Regions from separate parts of the Mus musculus genome. Here regions 1, 2 and 3 are each linked to region 4. A link is a contact called in public Hi-C and HiChIP or PLAC-seq data. All regions are on one chromosome and are shown on one strand. Each heading gives the region's core, a stretch centred on a gene start, on an enhancer-like site or on the middle of the called end of the contact. The rest is flanking DNA. Distances are from core to core; before and after follow the strand shown. Region 1 overlaps Myo9b (myosin IXb). Region 2 holds the start of Ell (elongation factor RNA polymerase II). Region 3 overlaps Kxd1 (KxDL motif containing 1). Region 4 holds the start of Ccdc124 (coiled-coil domain containing 124).

What was found. Hi-C and Micro-C count contacts between places; a contact is called where the count stands out from the background. HiChIP or PLAC-seq counts read pairs in DNA pulled down with a chosen protein or histone mark.
Region 1: a contact with region 4 is called in an HNF4G HiChIP or PLAC-seq map of pancreatic cancer cells. The contact joins the enhancer-like site here to the promoter of Ccdc124 in region 4. A contact is called at or near these places in 7 of 115 datasets of contacts at active chromatin or transcription factors (the NIH/3T3 cell line, astrocytes, embryonic midbrain and 4 more).
Region 2: a contact with region 4 is called in a Hi-C map of CD4 T cells, with 4 times the contacts expected there. The contact joins the promoter of Ell here to the promoter of Ccdc124 in region 4. A contact is called at or near these places in 2 of 39 promoter capture datasets (embryonic stem cells and pre-B cells), 3 of 484 Hi-C or Micro-C datasets (CD4 T cells, natural killer cells and uterus), 2 of 115 datasets of contacts at active chromatin or transcription factors (memory CD8 T cells and pancreatic cancer cells) and 1 of 9 other capture datasets (liver).
Region 3: an HNF4G HiChIP or PLAC-seq map of pancreatic cancer cells shows a contact between it and region 4. The contact joins the enhancer-like site here to the promoter of Ccdc124 in region 4. A contact is called at or near these places in 2 of 39 promoter capture datasets (pre-B cells and stem cell-derived epiblast-like cells), 3 of 484 Hi-C or Micro-C datasets (CD4 T cells, neutrophils and uterus), 2 of 115 datasets of contacts at active chromatin or transcription factors (memory CD8 T cells and pancreatic cancer cells) and 1 of 9 other capture datasets (liver).

The regions. Positions count from the first base shown.
Region 1 is chr8:71,321,379-71,324,788 of GRCm38.p6, forward strand. Myo9b (myosin IXb) reads left to right here. Exons shown (of 40, transcript NM_001142322.1): 4 at 404-466; 5 at 1,556-1,655; 6 at 1,887-1,987; 7 at 2,486-2,615. Among named protein-coding and RNA genes, the nearest start is that of Use1, 44 kb to the right of the region's middle. Within about 2 kb of position 1,758, at least 23 of the 459 cell types and tissues checked have an H3K27ac peak or open chromatin away from gene starts, as enhancers often do. A contact at or near this core is called in pancreatic cancer cells, where this site is marked.
Region 2 is chr8:70,538,233-70,541,772 of GRCm38.p6, forward strand. It overlaps Ell (elongation factor RNA polymerase II), which reads left to right and starts at 1,443. Exons shown (of 12, transcript NM_007924.2): 1 at 1,443-1,609. The coding sequence starts at 1,475. Gm51534 (a long non-coding RNA gene) reads right to left here and starts at 1,297. Exons shown (of 2, transcript XR_003947400.1): 1 at 1,236-1,297.
Region 3 is chr8:70,517,028-70,520,546 of GRCm38.p6, forward strand. It overlaps Kxd1 (KxDL motif containing 1), which reads right to left. Exons shown (of 5, transcript NM_029366.2): 2 at 2,910-3,034; 3 at 1,338-1,490. The coding sequence starts at 3,010. Among named protein-coding and RNA genes, the nearest start is that of Kxd1, 4.4 kb to the right of the region's middle. Within about 2 kb of position 2,229, at least 10 of the 459 cell types and tissues checked have an H3K27ac peak or open chromatin away from gene starts, as enhancers often do. A contact at or near this core is called in pancreatic cancer cells, where this site is marked.
Region 4 is chr8:70,871,734-70,874,907 of GRCm38.p6, forward strand. Ccdc124 (coiled-coil domain containing 124) reads right to left here and starts at 1,757. Exons shown (of 5, transcript NM_026964.3): 1 at 1,726-1,757.

The sequences.
Region 1 (3,410 bases), core at 508-3,007, 450 kb after region 4:
AGCTGTGTGGAGAGCTGGATCCCATGCCTCATCCTAACACTCAGAAGATTCAGGGAAGGGATCAGGCATCTCCTCTACACTGCAAGTTAGAGACCAGCCTGGGCTATATGAGAGCCTGGATGAAATGAAGGAAGAAAGAACAACCGTACAGTATCCAAATCAAGGTCTTGGCTTAGACATAAAGAATGGCCACAGAATCCTACAGTAAGGATCTCAGGGAGTGAAGCCCTGCCTAGAATTGCCCAGTGAGGGCTAGAAGAGTGGCACAGTGCTAACAGTGTTTCCTTGAAATTTATGGTTCTTGATTGCATCATCAACTCTGGTTGAAACAAAATGTTTAGTGTTAAAGAAATATCAACACTAAAATGTAATATCTTTTTTCCCTCTTTTTCTTTTATGACAGAGCTGTTGTGGAAAAATACCTTCTTGAAAAGTCTCGCCTGGTTTCCCAGGAGAAGGATGAGCGGTAGGGCATGATTCATTTCTTCTTTTTTAATATGTATGGGTGTTTTGCCTGAGTGTCTGTAAGTACACTGCCTGTGTGCCTGGTAACCTGGGAGGTCAGAAGAGGGCAGTAGGACCCCTGGAAGAAGAGTTACAGGGGATTGTTAACCAGCATGTGGATCCTGGGAACTAACGTGGGTCCTCTGTAAGAATGGCCAACTCTCTAGCACTTGGGATATGGTATTTGGCACAATACAGTCCTACTCAAGCTCACAGGGTGAAGTAAGTGTTCCGGGCCCCTTAGGGGAAGCCGTGGTTGGAGTCTAAACTTACCCTCTCCTTCCGTTCCACACACTTGCTGCCATGGGCTCCAACCTTTCGCCCATTACAGCCCACCCTGAGAATTGATGCCCCAGGCTATTTAGTGCCATCTGGAACTATATCCTGGTAATACCTCAGAGCTGGCACAACTGCACAGTCTGTGAGCCAGCACTTAGATGCTGAGGCAGGAGGATCTATTAGTTCCAGGCCAGGCTGGGCTAGAGGGTAAGGCCCTGTCTCCCAGCAGCAAACTGGTGTCAACTAGTCAGTGAGACTTCTGCCCTAGCTCCGCTCACCCGAGAAGTTCCCACTTTCTAACAATACTTAAAACTTTGATATTTCTTATTAAGACAGGGTCTCTCTGTATAGCCATGGTCTCCTCCAACTCACTCTGTAGACCAGGCTAGCCTCAAACTCACAGAGATTCTCCTGCCTCTGCCTCCAGAGTGCTTGGTGTTTTAGGTGTGCACCATCACATTGACCAATACTATTTTTTGTAATTATATTTTTATATCTGTTTATTTCAGTGTGTGTGTGTGTGTGTGTGTGTGTGTGTGTGTGTGTGTGTGTGTGTGTGTGTGTACATACATGTGTGGTTAAAGGATAACTTCAGGGAGTCAGTTCCCTCTTTCTACCAAATGTGTCCCAATGATTGAACATGGGGGTCCTCTGACTTGGCAACTGGTGGCTTCACCAGCTGAGCCATACCCCCCACACTATAACCTTTTGATGTACCCTTTCCTTTGCTGTGGGCCTGGCTGGGCACTGACTCTCTGCTGGTCACCTACAGGAACTACCATGTGTTTTATTATCTGCTGCTGGGTGTCAGTGAGGAGGAGCGCCTGGAATTTCAGCTGAAGCAGCCTCAAGACTATTTCTACCTCAACCAGGTAAACAGCTACAGCCATGGCGCCACCACTGTACCCAAGGCTGTCTGCCACAGGGAGGTCAGAGGCTGCCAGCCTGGCCATGCTGGGCCCCAGCCCAGCCCTGAGCACACACACACAAAGGCAGCCATTCATTCCCAGCCCTGGCCTCCTCCTGTCCATCCTGACTCTCCCTGCTCTCTGCCCTCCCAGCAGGAAGTGCCAAAGTGCCCACGCCTTTATTTTATTTTTCAGCATAACTTGAATATTGAAGATGGAGAAGACCTCAAACATGACTTTGAAAGGCTTCAGCAGGCCATGGAGATGGTGGGCTTCCTGCCTGCCACCAAGAAGCAGTAAGTGGGCTGCTGAGCCACCTGGTGACAACCAGTTCCTCTGGAAATCAGACAGGCAGCCCCATAGAGAGTAGGCGGGATCCCATGTAGAACACAGGTGAGGGCTGCAGCCATGAGCTGGGGGGCAGCTGTTCAGACCAATTGAAGATCTGCACAGCTGCCATCCTTATACTAGAGAGATTTCGGGCATGAAGGTTGTATGTTCAAGGTCAGCCTTTGCTGCATAGTGAAGCCTAATCTTAAAGAAATAAAGGCAAAAGAGAGATGCTTGGAAGTTCAACACCAGTCTGATCTCTATACTGAGTTCAAAACGAGCCAAAGCTAAACAAAACCCTATCTATTAGCAAACACAAGCAAAAAAGTTTAAGTTTGCATCAGTGCTTGACAGTGGGACTCAGGAGTGGGTACAGGAGTGTGAAGTGGAGAGCACCCTTAGCCAGGCTCTGCAGCAGAAACAAGTACAGATGATGCAGACTGCAGTAACCTCTCCTGTCCCAGGATCTTCTCTGTCCTCTCAGCCATCCTGTACCTTGGCAATGTCACCTACAAGAAGAGAGCCACAGGCCGAGATGAAGGCCTGGAGGTCGGTCCTCCAGAGGTGTTGGACACCCTCTCCCAGCTCTTAAAGGTACCTCCTGTCTCCACCATTCTTTCTTGCCCTTGTTTCTTGGCTGCAAAATGAGGCAGCCTGCCTAGCCCAAGACAGTGGCAGCCTCTCAGTACAGGGGACAAGTGGGGGACTTCTGTCTACTGCATACTTCCTCCTGTCATCTCTGAGCTGTCCCTCTCTTGCTGCTGTCTGTGTATGTCTGGCTACATGCACTGTGTAATAGGAGAGGTGCTGGGTTCCACTCTTCCAGCGGGTGGAGCTCAGTCCTTAGCACCCTCACATCCACTGTGACTGCAGCTCCAGGACATGGGAAGCCACTGCCCTCCAGGCCCCCTTCATTCCCATGAGCATAGCCACACACACAAAATTAAATGTAAAGAAATGAAACCATAGTTTGCAAGGCTGAGGCTGTAACTGGTGACAGAGGGCTTGTCTAGTGTACAAAACGCTCTGTTGCATCCTAGCACCACATAAATCTGATGTGCTGACACACACTTGTCATCCTGGCACTCGCAGGGAGATAAGTTCAGGCTCAGCCAGGGCTCTGTGAGACCCTGTCCCCAAAAAACATAAATTGGGGACTGGAGATGCTCAAAAGGGACATGGGTTTGATTCCCGGCACCCATATGGCACCTCACAACCAATTCCAGGAACCTGACACCCTCTTCCGGCAATCTCAGGCATCAGGTATGCATGTGGTACATATACAGGCATTTAGGCAAAATACCCATGTACACAATTTTTTAACAATTAAATTTAAAACACATACTTTGGGTTTAGGTATGATGTCACAGGCCTTTCATCCTGGCCACC
Region 2 (3,540 bases), core at 193-2,692, 330 kb before region 4:
ACGCCCACTTGGTTTATGTAACCACGCCCACCACAAGCCTCAACAGACGCCCACTCCGTCCTGGTGCGAGCAGGCCTGGCACTTGACCCTCTGGAGAGCTGTGCCTAGACTCCACCCAAGGAACGCGGAAAAAAAGCATAAATATCAAGCTGAAAGGCCCAAGTTCAAGTGTTAAGGGTTCATGAGTAACACATGTAGCGGCGAGGTTAGGAGCTTGGAAAGATGGAACCGTCAGCTCTTATACTTATGAGCGGGTGGGGAATAGGCCACGTCGGTCAAGCGGTCAGGGATCTTAAGTCAGTTGGGTGGGAAACCCTTGAAAATTGGTTTTTGAAACGCGGCAGCGGCAACTCCTGAATAACTCAGCTTGCCCAGCGGCTGAGGCTTCTGGGGAGGGCCTCGGGAGCTTGGGGTCTGACTATGTAGCCCAGTGCATGAACTGAAGTAGGGCAGACCCTGCGACTGCGGGGGGCGTATCAGTTGGGCGTTTGGCGGGCAAGCGGTGGTCTGGGAAAATCAGCAAGCACGGGGTGGGGGAGTGGCCACGCCTGCTTCATGAATAATACAGCAAGTCGGTAGGCGGGCTTTACGGGAGTTTGGGGGCGTGGCCAAACGCGGAGCGCTTGGGGAGCAGTTCCTCGGTGACGCAGGGTTCCATGGGCGTTTGGGGGCGTGGCATAGGGCTGGTAGAGGAGGCGGGCTTCAACGCGTGTAGGCGTGGCTAAATATGTTTCTTTAAGGTGATTTTTTTTTCACTGGGGGCGGGGTGGGCTCGCTGCATATGAGTGACCATCTAGATCTGGCTGGCAACTGCGAACAAACGTGTTCGTCGTCGCGGCCTGGCAGTCTACCAACACGTCGGAGATCACGGCCAGTTTCTCATAAATAACACACTCACGCGACAGGTCGCGAGGCTGAGAGGGCTTTGCTGGGTTTGGGATGAGGATGGGTTTCCTGCAGTCTTGGGGTCGAGGCTGCCTTCGTCTCATGAATAATGCAGGAGGAGTCGTCAGGTAGGAGGAGCCTGTCTGTGAACTGGCGCACGCGCATGGGAGTTGTTTGCAAGGGAGGGAAGTTTCTTAGAGAGCTCTGAAGAGCTGTTTTAAGGCTATGACTGGCCTCGCGAGACCCTTAGGGAGTGGCCAGTTGCGCTGTGGTTAGTTTTTGAAGGCGGGTTTGGAGCGCGCGGGAAGGCGTGGCTAACCTCTCTTCTTGAATAATACAGCAAGACTCACAGTCTCCGGTCCCGAGAGCGGGCCTGTAAGTGCTTGGGGGCGTGGCCATCTGTGCGGGCCCGAGGCAAAATGTTCCTCAGCTCTGTCAAAGAAGGCACGCGCGCCCGGAGTGGGGCGTGGCTATGCTGGCCTCATGAATAATGCAGCACGTCGGCGGGCGGCGCGGCGGGGCGGGGCGGGTCAGGCCGGCGTGCGGGCGCAGTCGCTGAGGAGGGGGGCGGGGGAGTGATGGTTGCAAGATGGCGGCGCTGAAGGAGGCTAGGAGTTACGGGTTGTCGTGTGGGCGCGTGAGCGACGGCAGCAGGGTGTCGGTGTTCCACGTGAAGCTCACCGACAGTGCTTTGAAGGCTTTTGAAAGCTACCGGGCCCACCAGGTGAGCTTTGCGGCGTCCTGGCGGGTAGGCTGCGCCGTGGGGAGACACTTGCGGGGACCTGTGGGGGACAAGGCCGCGCGTCCACACCTGGCGATACCTTGACCAGCCCCAGTGACATCCTTCAGGTTGGCTCTACTCTTGTCTCTTTTTTTAAAAATAGGTCCTTTCTATGTAGCTCAGGTTGTCCCTGAACTGACGGCCATCCTCCTGCCTTAGGTTCTTAAGTGCTGGGATGACAGGTGTGTTTGGATCCACTCATAGAAGGGGTAGTTTGACAGAAACTTACTGCCTGGCCCCAGATCCTGCCACTCTTGTAACCCTGTTTCCCTGGATATTTTGGACAAGGCTGTTGTGTTTTTCTCACCGACGGAGGTGGTTGTGTTAGCCATGGGGGCTTCCTCCCCTGGGCACTCAGCAGGAGGCAACTGTAGCCACCACACTTGGTCTCTCCATTTTCCACTCTTCATCTGGGAGAAATTCCAGGCTTTTTGGTACTGCCTCCTGGCTTGGGAGTGGGGTTAGGGATCCTGGCTGTGTCCCTCTTTCCTGTGCCTCACTCTGGGTCACACCTTGATGCCCCACCCAAGCCACGGTATCACCCTGCATCCATCCACTGAGACAGAAGTTGCAGGACCCCAGGGGAAGTGGCTTGAGGGTTCATCTTACTAAAGTGACTGGGGTGTTGAGTCTGTGTCTGGGATGTGTGTTTGCCTGTGCTGGCTCGGGGGGTGTTGACGCGGTCGAGTGAACAGAGAGTAACTAGGAAAGAATGTGGTTTTCTTCCTGCCCAGGACATGTGCTGCACCATTGGCCAAGCCAGGAATTTATTCCCCATTCAGTGATCTGGGGAGCCTACCTCTTCCTGCATGTCTTCCCTTCACTTCTTTGAGCCACTTCCTGCCCGTGCCCGGGTTTTAGTTTTTTCCTTCCTAGAACAGGTTGAATCTCTTTGGAAAAAGTCCTTCTTCCCTTGTCAAAAGGGGCAGAAAGTGCCCCTGCAGGTGAGAAGGAAGAGGTGGTGAGGATTTGGGTGGCAGCCACTGAGTGACCAGCCCAGCCACTCTTCCTGGTTAGAATTCCAACCTGTAGTCTTTCCCCTTGGGCCATTCTGACTAGTCCTGGAGAACCAGGGCTTTTCTCAGAAACAGCTGGGCCAGAGCATGAGTCACTGCTGTCAGGTGAACTTGGTACCTGGTGGCAGTCGCTGGCCCTTGCTCTGCCACCCCTACAGCCTTCTCCAGCACCGCTGTCATACTGTTATTTTTAATTTTGCTGTGCATTACATCCCCTATCGAAGCCTGGTCTTCCTCTTGTGAGGGCACTTGTGGAATTGCAGGCCACTGTGCTCGGGCCCTGAGGAAGCCAGTTGTGTCTAGCTGTTTGACTACCAACCATAAGGGACTCTGTGTCTTGTGGCTGACAGCATTCAGTTTTGGGACAGTCCAAACCTGTGTTTATCTGGAAAGCTGACAGGGCACTTACTGGCAAGGCGACTTTGGAGTGTAATCTGTGGTCAGCATCAGAGCTTCACTCTATCCTAGGCTGCTGTCAAACCCATGACTCTTGACTCTAGGTGCCAAGGTGGCAGGCAGGAACCACCACCAGCCCAGCTTCAGAGACGCATATAGTTTGTTTCTTGGGGTTGTTTTGTTTTGTTTTGTTTTTGTTTTTTTGAGACAGGGTTTCTCTGTACCACCACGGCCCGGCTCTGTTTCTTGTTTTTTAAGTAATCCTGGTTGTCCTGGATCTTGCCAGGTAGAACATACTGGTCTCTAGCTCTCGGAGATCTACCTGCCACCTTTATTAGGTTAAAGGTGTGTGCCACAGCACCTAACTTGGATTTACTCTTACTCTCTGAGTGTGGAGGGGTCTGAGCTGAGACAGTGTTAGCTCTGGTGGCAGGAGAGGACAGGTTTGGAATGGTGAACCAG
Region 3 (3,519 bases), core at 979-3,478, 350 kb before region 4:
TCTGAGTTTGAGGCCAGCCTGGTCTACAAAAGTGAGTTCCAGGACAGCCAGAGCTACACAGAGAAACCCTGTCTCGAAAAGCCAAAAAAAAAAAAGGGGCTGGAGAGATGGCTCAGTGGGTAAGAGCACCCGACTGCTCTTCTGAAGGTTTGGAGTTCAAATCCCAGCAACCACATGGTGGCTCACAACCATCCGTAACAAGATCTGACTCCCTCTTCTGGATTGTCTGAAGACAGCTACAGTGTACTTACATATAATAAATAAATGAATCTTTAAAAATATTTAAAAAAAAAAAAGGTGTGATGCTTTAAAAAAAAAAAAGAATGAAATAGACTGGTTTAGAACATCTCAAAACTTTTGAGTAGAGTTTACTTTGTCCCCTTAGGTCCCAAGGCCAGAGCCTTGGGCTGAGGGAAAAAAAGGGCATATGTGTGATCTGGATCCCATGGTCTTGGCTGTTCTGGGTCTGGGCAGCTGGCTGCAGGTGTGTCCACTGCAGTGATAGGTAAGGCTGGGAAGTACATCTGAAGGAGCACCTAAGTGCCACAGACATGGGTATCATGGTCCAGGAGCCAGCACCACTGTGGGAAGACCCAACCAAACCTGCCTCTATCCAGGATGGACCCGGGTCCCTGGTGTTCTGCTGGCCAGCCAGCTAGAAGTGGAGGGCCTGGCCTGTCTACCCAACTATAACCTCTCCTGACTTATATTTGGGTCCCAGCTACGTAGCACAGTTATCAAATAAAAGGGAAAGTCACAACTGGGTGTTTAAATGCCTACGCCTTCAATCCCAGCACCCATGAAGCAGAGGCAGATGGATCTCTGGGTTTGAGACCAGCCTATTCTACAGAGGGAGTCCCAGAACAGCAAAGGCTACACAGAGAGAAACCCTGTCTCAAAAACAAGTGGGAGTGGGTGGGATTGGAGGCGGGGTGGGGGTGGGGGGTAGACTCACTACTTCCAGATTACTCCCTCAGAGGTCAGATCTACCTTGTAAAACAACCAGAATTCTCTGGGCTGGAGAAGACAGAGGGCAGAGCCAGTGGAGAGAAGAGGAGGGAGCCTCAGAGGGGAGGGAGGAGAGAGTGTAGGGCAAGGACTTAAGGGGAAAGGTGTGGCTTCAGAAGACACTAAGGAGGCAGAGGCTAGCAAAGGCTCCTGGGTAAAATCTGGGAGGTGATAGGCAGAGCTTCAGAGTGGAGGAGCTGGACATCTAAAGCAAGTTGGGTGACAGACAGAAAGGGCTAATAGTGGGGTATTGGGGAATAGTGGTTTGGGGAAGATGTGCTTGCTTGTAAGACAGGCTGAGGAGGCATCTGGCTGGGGGGAGGGGCCACCTGATCCTTCGGAAAATGCTGTCCAGATCCCGTTTCATGTCCACCAAGGTGCGGGTATGGTGCATGAAGCGCTCACTCATCTGTTGCAGCCGCACACTGGACAGATTGTTGAAGTTCAGAAGCATCTCGTTGGTTTTCTCGAAGCGGTCCAGCCTAGGGGGAGAGGGCAAGGGCCTTTGCATCAGGCCTAGGAGCCCCCTCAGCCCGAGCTAATCCCTGAGAGTCACAGCCTCTGCATTTAATTACAGAGCCAAGGCCTCAAGAATTCTATCTACTGTTCAGATCACCCAACTCCTGCTCAGCTGAAAGCCCTATTCAGAGGTACTCTTTGTTGCAGCCTGACTCCTTCACGGAGTTCTTTAGCATGCATTAGTTCTGACAGGATGCTGCCTGGTCTGGGAGCTACTTCATGTTCTAAACAGACCTTAAATGGCCTCTAGAGAAGCACTATGATTATAGGCTTGTGCCACTACATCCAGTCACAAAGCTGACATGTGTTTATTTATTAGCTGACCTTTTTGTTTGTTTGTTTTGAGACAGGATTTCTCTGTGTAGTCCTGGCTGTCCTGGAACTCACTTTGTAGACCAGGTTGGCCTCAAACTGAGAAATCTGCCTGCCTCTGCCTCCCGAGTGCTGGGATTAAAGGTGTGCGCCACCACGCCTGGCTAGCTGACCTTTTATAAGATTTTTTTTTTTTTTTTTTGAGTCAGTATCTCACTATGTAGCCTTGACTGGCTTGGAGCTCATGAATGAAGGAGTTAAAGCTGTGCGCCACTGCACCAGACCCAGACTTATTTTCTATTCTGTACTTGGCCTGTGTTCCTCTGTGGAACATGTATATATAGTGCTTACAGACGCCAGAAGGTGTGGGACCCAGGGAACATGAGTCACAGTTGTGAGCCGCCTTTCTCAGAATCACTCACTCCTCAAGCTGACTGCTCCTTGTTACACTGTGTAAACCCCAAGTCAATCCCAAGGGCCAGGACAGTTCCCGTTTGATTTTGTCACTGTTAGTCTGGGAGTTTACGTGACCATATCCGAACCTAACCTAAAGAACCAGGAGAGAATCCTGGCCATGGTGACAAAACCTAAAAAAACAAAACAAAACCCCCAAACAGGAAATAATGAAGTAAATAATCTGAGGCAGAGAGCCCTAGAAGACTGCCGCATCTGGCTGAAGGCTGTGTTATGAACATGGAGCTAGCTACTAGAACGGACTTGGAGCATCTGCATGCTTAGCAAACACCACCAAGTCACCTTCAAAAGCTAAATTCAGGGTGAAGCTGTCCCAGCAAGGGAATGAAGCATCCTGAACAAGGCTCCCTGCATACCCAAACTGGGCTCTGGGTGCCAATGCCAAAAGCTAGCCCAGAAGAGCCTCTGAGTATTCCTGTCTCTCCAGCCCTCCCAGCCCTGGCCTGGGGACAGAACCACTTGGCCCTGTCATGCACAGCTCCAAGATCTGATCCCATGCCAAGATTAGAGCCTGGAGCTCGTTTTCTTTACCACATCCTGGGCAGGGCTTGGGGGAGATAGTAGGACCCTTCCCATGCCTCCCATGGCCTGCTCACATATTCTTCTGGGCCAGGATTATGGCATTGACATCATCAGTGTTCACCATGCTGAGGAAGCGGCCACAGAAGACCCTTGAGGCTGAGTCTGGGGTGTCCATCTCTTTCTCCTCCGCCTCCAATGCCTGAAATGAGCAGAACAATGTGAGGTCAGCACGAGACAGGTGATGTCAAGAACTCATCATGTCCCCTAACACATCACCCCAGCTGGAAATATGGGGTGTTTGGGAGCCTAGCAGGAACACATCCCAATAAAACATAAGCCTGGAGGGCAGAACATGGTAGCACACTTGTTGATTCCAACATTGAAGAAGCTAAGGCAGGAGGACGGAGACTTAAGCTACCTGGGGGCTGAAATTTTCACTCTGCCACCCTCCATAGCTCACACTGGACCAAACCCCAGAACTCTCCACAGGCACAGCTGGGCATGTCATTTCTCCTTTCATTGTCCACACTAGGTTCTGCAAGGCGGTCACTCCACCTTCTCTTAAGCTCTGTGCCTGCCTAGCTTCAGGTCAGTCTTTTTTATGGAACACGGCTATAGTACTCACATGATAGAGGACAGACTACAGAGACTGAGTTTCCTGATGCAGAGCCTAGGGTGTCAAGA
Region 4 (3,174 bases), core at 507-3,006:
GCAGGGCTGGGGACACACTCCTATCTGGCTTACAAAGTCCCATTCAGCTCCCGTGGGCACTGCTGGGTGTGAACACCATGTGGGCAGGGATCATGAGAGCAGGCTATGAGGCCAGTTCATGAAGGGTGAGGGCCCTGACTGGCTCCTAAGCACTGTCTGGCCTCAAATGGGCCATCAGACAAAGCGCAAGGAGGACCGTGGCAACTTGGGTCCCTGTGGTCAAGGCGCTCCTGTTGGCCTCAGTTTTCTCATAGGGATGCTGTGAATTCTGACCCCGTATCATGGGGTAGGCACCCCAGCTGGACCCCAAACAGTCCCTGACTCCCAAGCTCCTCACTAGGTCTTCCCTGTGAGAGGCACACCTGCCTCGTTTGAGCCTTCAAATACACCCACCAGCCCTGCCCTCAGGACCTCACACCCAGCCTGAAACTTTCCATCCTCCTGCCTCAGCAGGATGACAGGCATGCAGCATTATGCTGGGCTCATGTTTCTCTTCTAACCCAATAAACTCCTGCTGAAACTTCAGGGCAAGGCTGGCTGGGACTAGAGGCATGGCTGCCACGCTGGGACAGGTGGATACCTCTAAGCTCCAGGCCAGCCTAGGCCATACAGAGCATCCCTCAAGAAACAAACCAGGGTGCTGGTGAGATGGCTCAGTGGTTAAGAGCACTGACTGCTCTTCCAAAGGTCCTGAGTTCAAATCCCAGCAACCACATGGTGGCTCACAACCATCCGTAACAAAAATCTGATGCCCTCTTCTGGAGTGTCTGAAGACAGCTACAGTGTACACACATATAATAAATAAATCTTGAAAGAAAGAAAGAAAGAAAGAAAGAAAGAAAGAAAGAAAGAAAGAAAGAAAGAAAGAAAGAAAGAAAGAAAGAAAGAAAGAAAGAAAGAAAGAAAGAAAGAAAGAAAGAAAGAAAGAAAGGAAGAAAGAAAGAAAGAAAGAAAGAAAGAAAGAAAGAAACCAGTTCAGGTGTAGCACCAGAGAAGGCCGACCAAGAGCTCCTGACGTTCCCAGACCGGAAATTTCTCTTTAAGGCATTTGGTGGTGGCGTTGTGGGTGTGTGGGTGTGGAGTGGGTATCCGGAGTCATTTGTATCCAGAAAGAGCCTCGGTATCTTGCCCAGGCTATCCTGGAACTCAGAATCTTCCTGACTGAATGTCTACTGTATATATGTCATTTAACAAACCATCGTCATCAGCAAGTTGGGGGCATTAAGGAGTCCGCGAGCACGGACAGCAAAGGACCCTCCTCACTAGGGACCTGATCAGATCCGCACCACCACCTCAGTTTCCGGACCTACCTAGGGTCCGAGGCCGGGCATCGTGGGCCCACGCCTGTGATTCCAGCACTTAGCAATGCTGAAGTAGGAGAATTACACTGAGTTCGAGGCAGCCTAGACTACAAAATGAGCCCAGGACTCTAAATAATCCCCTTCGAAAAGTGCCTACGTGGTTCCCCATGACTGCCAGGCCGCGCGGCAGGAGGAAAGTGACAGAAAACTCCTACTCCTCCTCCTCCAGGAAGCCCTCCCGGCTCGACCTGGGCCGGAAACTGGCTGAACTCCCCGCGAGCTTCTGCGCCTGCGCGCTGGGAGCACCCACCACCGGGCACCCCATCTCCAGTTCCGCCTTCCCGCCGGCAGGACCCCCAGGCCGAGCCGCGCCCGCCCAGCGTGCCCCGCAACCCGGCTCCGCCCGCGCCACAGCCGTTCCTACCTCTTCCCCCGGCACCGGCTCGGTCGCGTGTCAATGACGTCGCCGCGCCTGCGTACTCAACTTTCGGTGGCGCTCTACTCATGACGTTCTCGAATGCCGCCATCTTGGTAGAGTCTGTAGGAGTTTTTCTCTGAGCCAAAATACTAAACCAGTGTTGCCAGCTCTCCTTCTTTCCAAGCAAAATGTTTTCAAGAATAACACGTTATCGGCCCATCTCAGATATTGGTGAACAAAAACGGAAGATAAACGCTAAACTCCATAACGGTGACCTCACCAAGATGGCCGCTGCCCGGAGAAAAGATGGGGAGGCCGGCCCCAGCCCTGTGGCGACGGCCGGGATGTGGTTGCTGTGCCACCAGGGGGCGTCAGTGGCCCACCCGGGGTGCGGGCCTGGCTGCTCTGGGCTCTTTGTCAGGCCAATGGCTCCTCCAACTCAGGGCAAAAGTGAGAAGACATCCCTTGCCCTGTCTGAGTCGGGAAACTGAGGGTCAGACGGAGTAGAAGTTGGATTAGACTAAATGCAACCGACATGGCCGTCATGGTGTCATTCATTCCAGCACTATGGGGCCCGAAGCAGAAGGACTGACTGCAGACCTAGGCCGAAAGTGACACTATCTCAAAAATAATTGAACATAACTGAATTGCTAAATAAATCACAAGCCGGCGCGGGGCGGTGGTGGCGCACGCCTTTAATCCCAGCACTCGGGAAGCAGAGGCAGGCGGATTTCTGAGTTCGAGGCCAACCTGGTCTACAGAGAGTGAGTTCCAGGACAGCCAGGGCTACACAGAGAGATCCCAGCTGCTCGGCGTCCGCTGCTGCCCGAGTCAGCCCCCGCCTTGTTGCTGAAGCCGACTGGCACTGCTTAATCTTTTGCTTTTCTTTACTCCCCCCTCCCCTAGTTCTTTTTTGATGCTTCTGTTGCTTCATTGACGATTAACTTCATCTTAGTCTGCAATACTTAGGATTTTGTGCATCTCTGACACAGTTACTGCCACATCCGGTCATCCTTGGAGTTTCTGGAGCCGTGAATGACCCTGAACTGGTCCCCCTGCCTCATTGTCCCAGGCGCTGGAATGGCAGGCATGGCCCTGTAGGAAAGAAAGCAGAAGGTTCAGTTCGAGGAGTCTATTACTGTGAGCGGGAATGCAGAGCAGGAAAGATGGCTTTGCGGGAAGAGGCGCTGCCCCATCCTCACCCTAACAGCAGCCGGAGCTGGCTCCCCGTCCGTGTGGTGGACTTTGAGAAGCACAAAAGGAAAGGCACACAACTCTCGGCGTGGTGTTTCAGTTTGTGGACTGCTAATGTTGGCTTTCTTGGGCCTTTTGCAGGTGATCAGCCTCTGCAGTGACTGCACGGACCCCAGAGGAGGATGGCCTCCTGTTGAGCCCAGCACACAGTACTTCTGTTGCTATGAATAGGTTCCAATTGTATGAGGATCACAGGAAAAA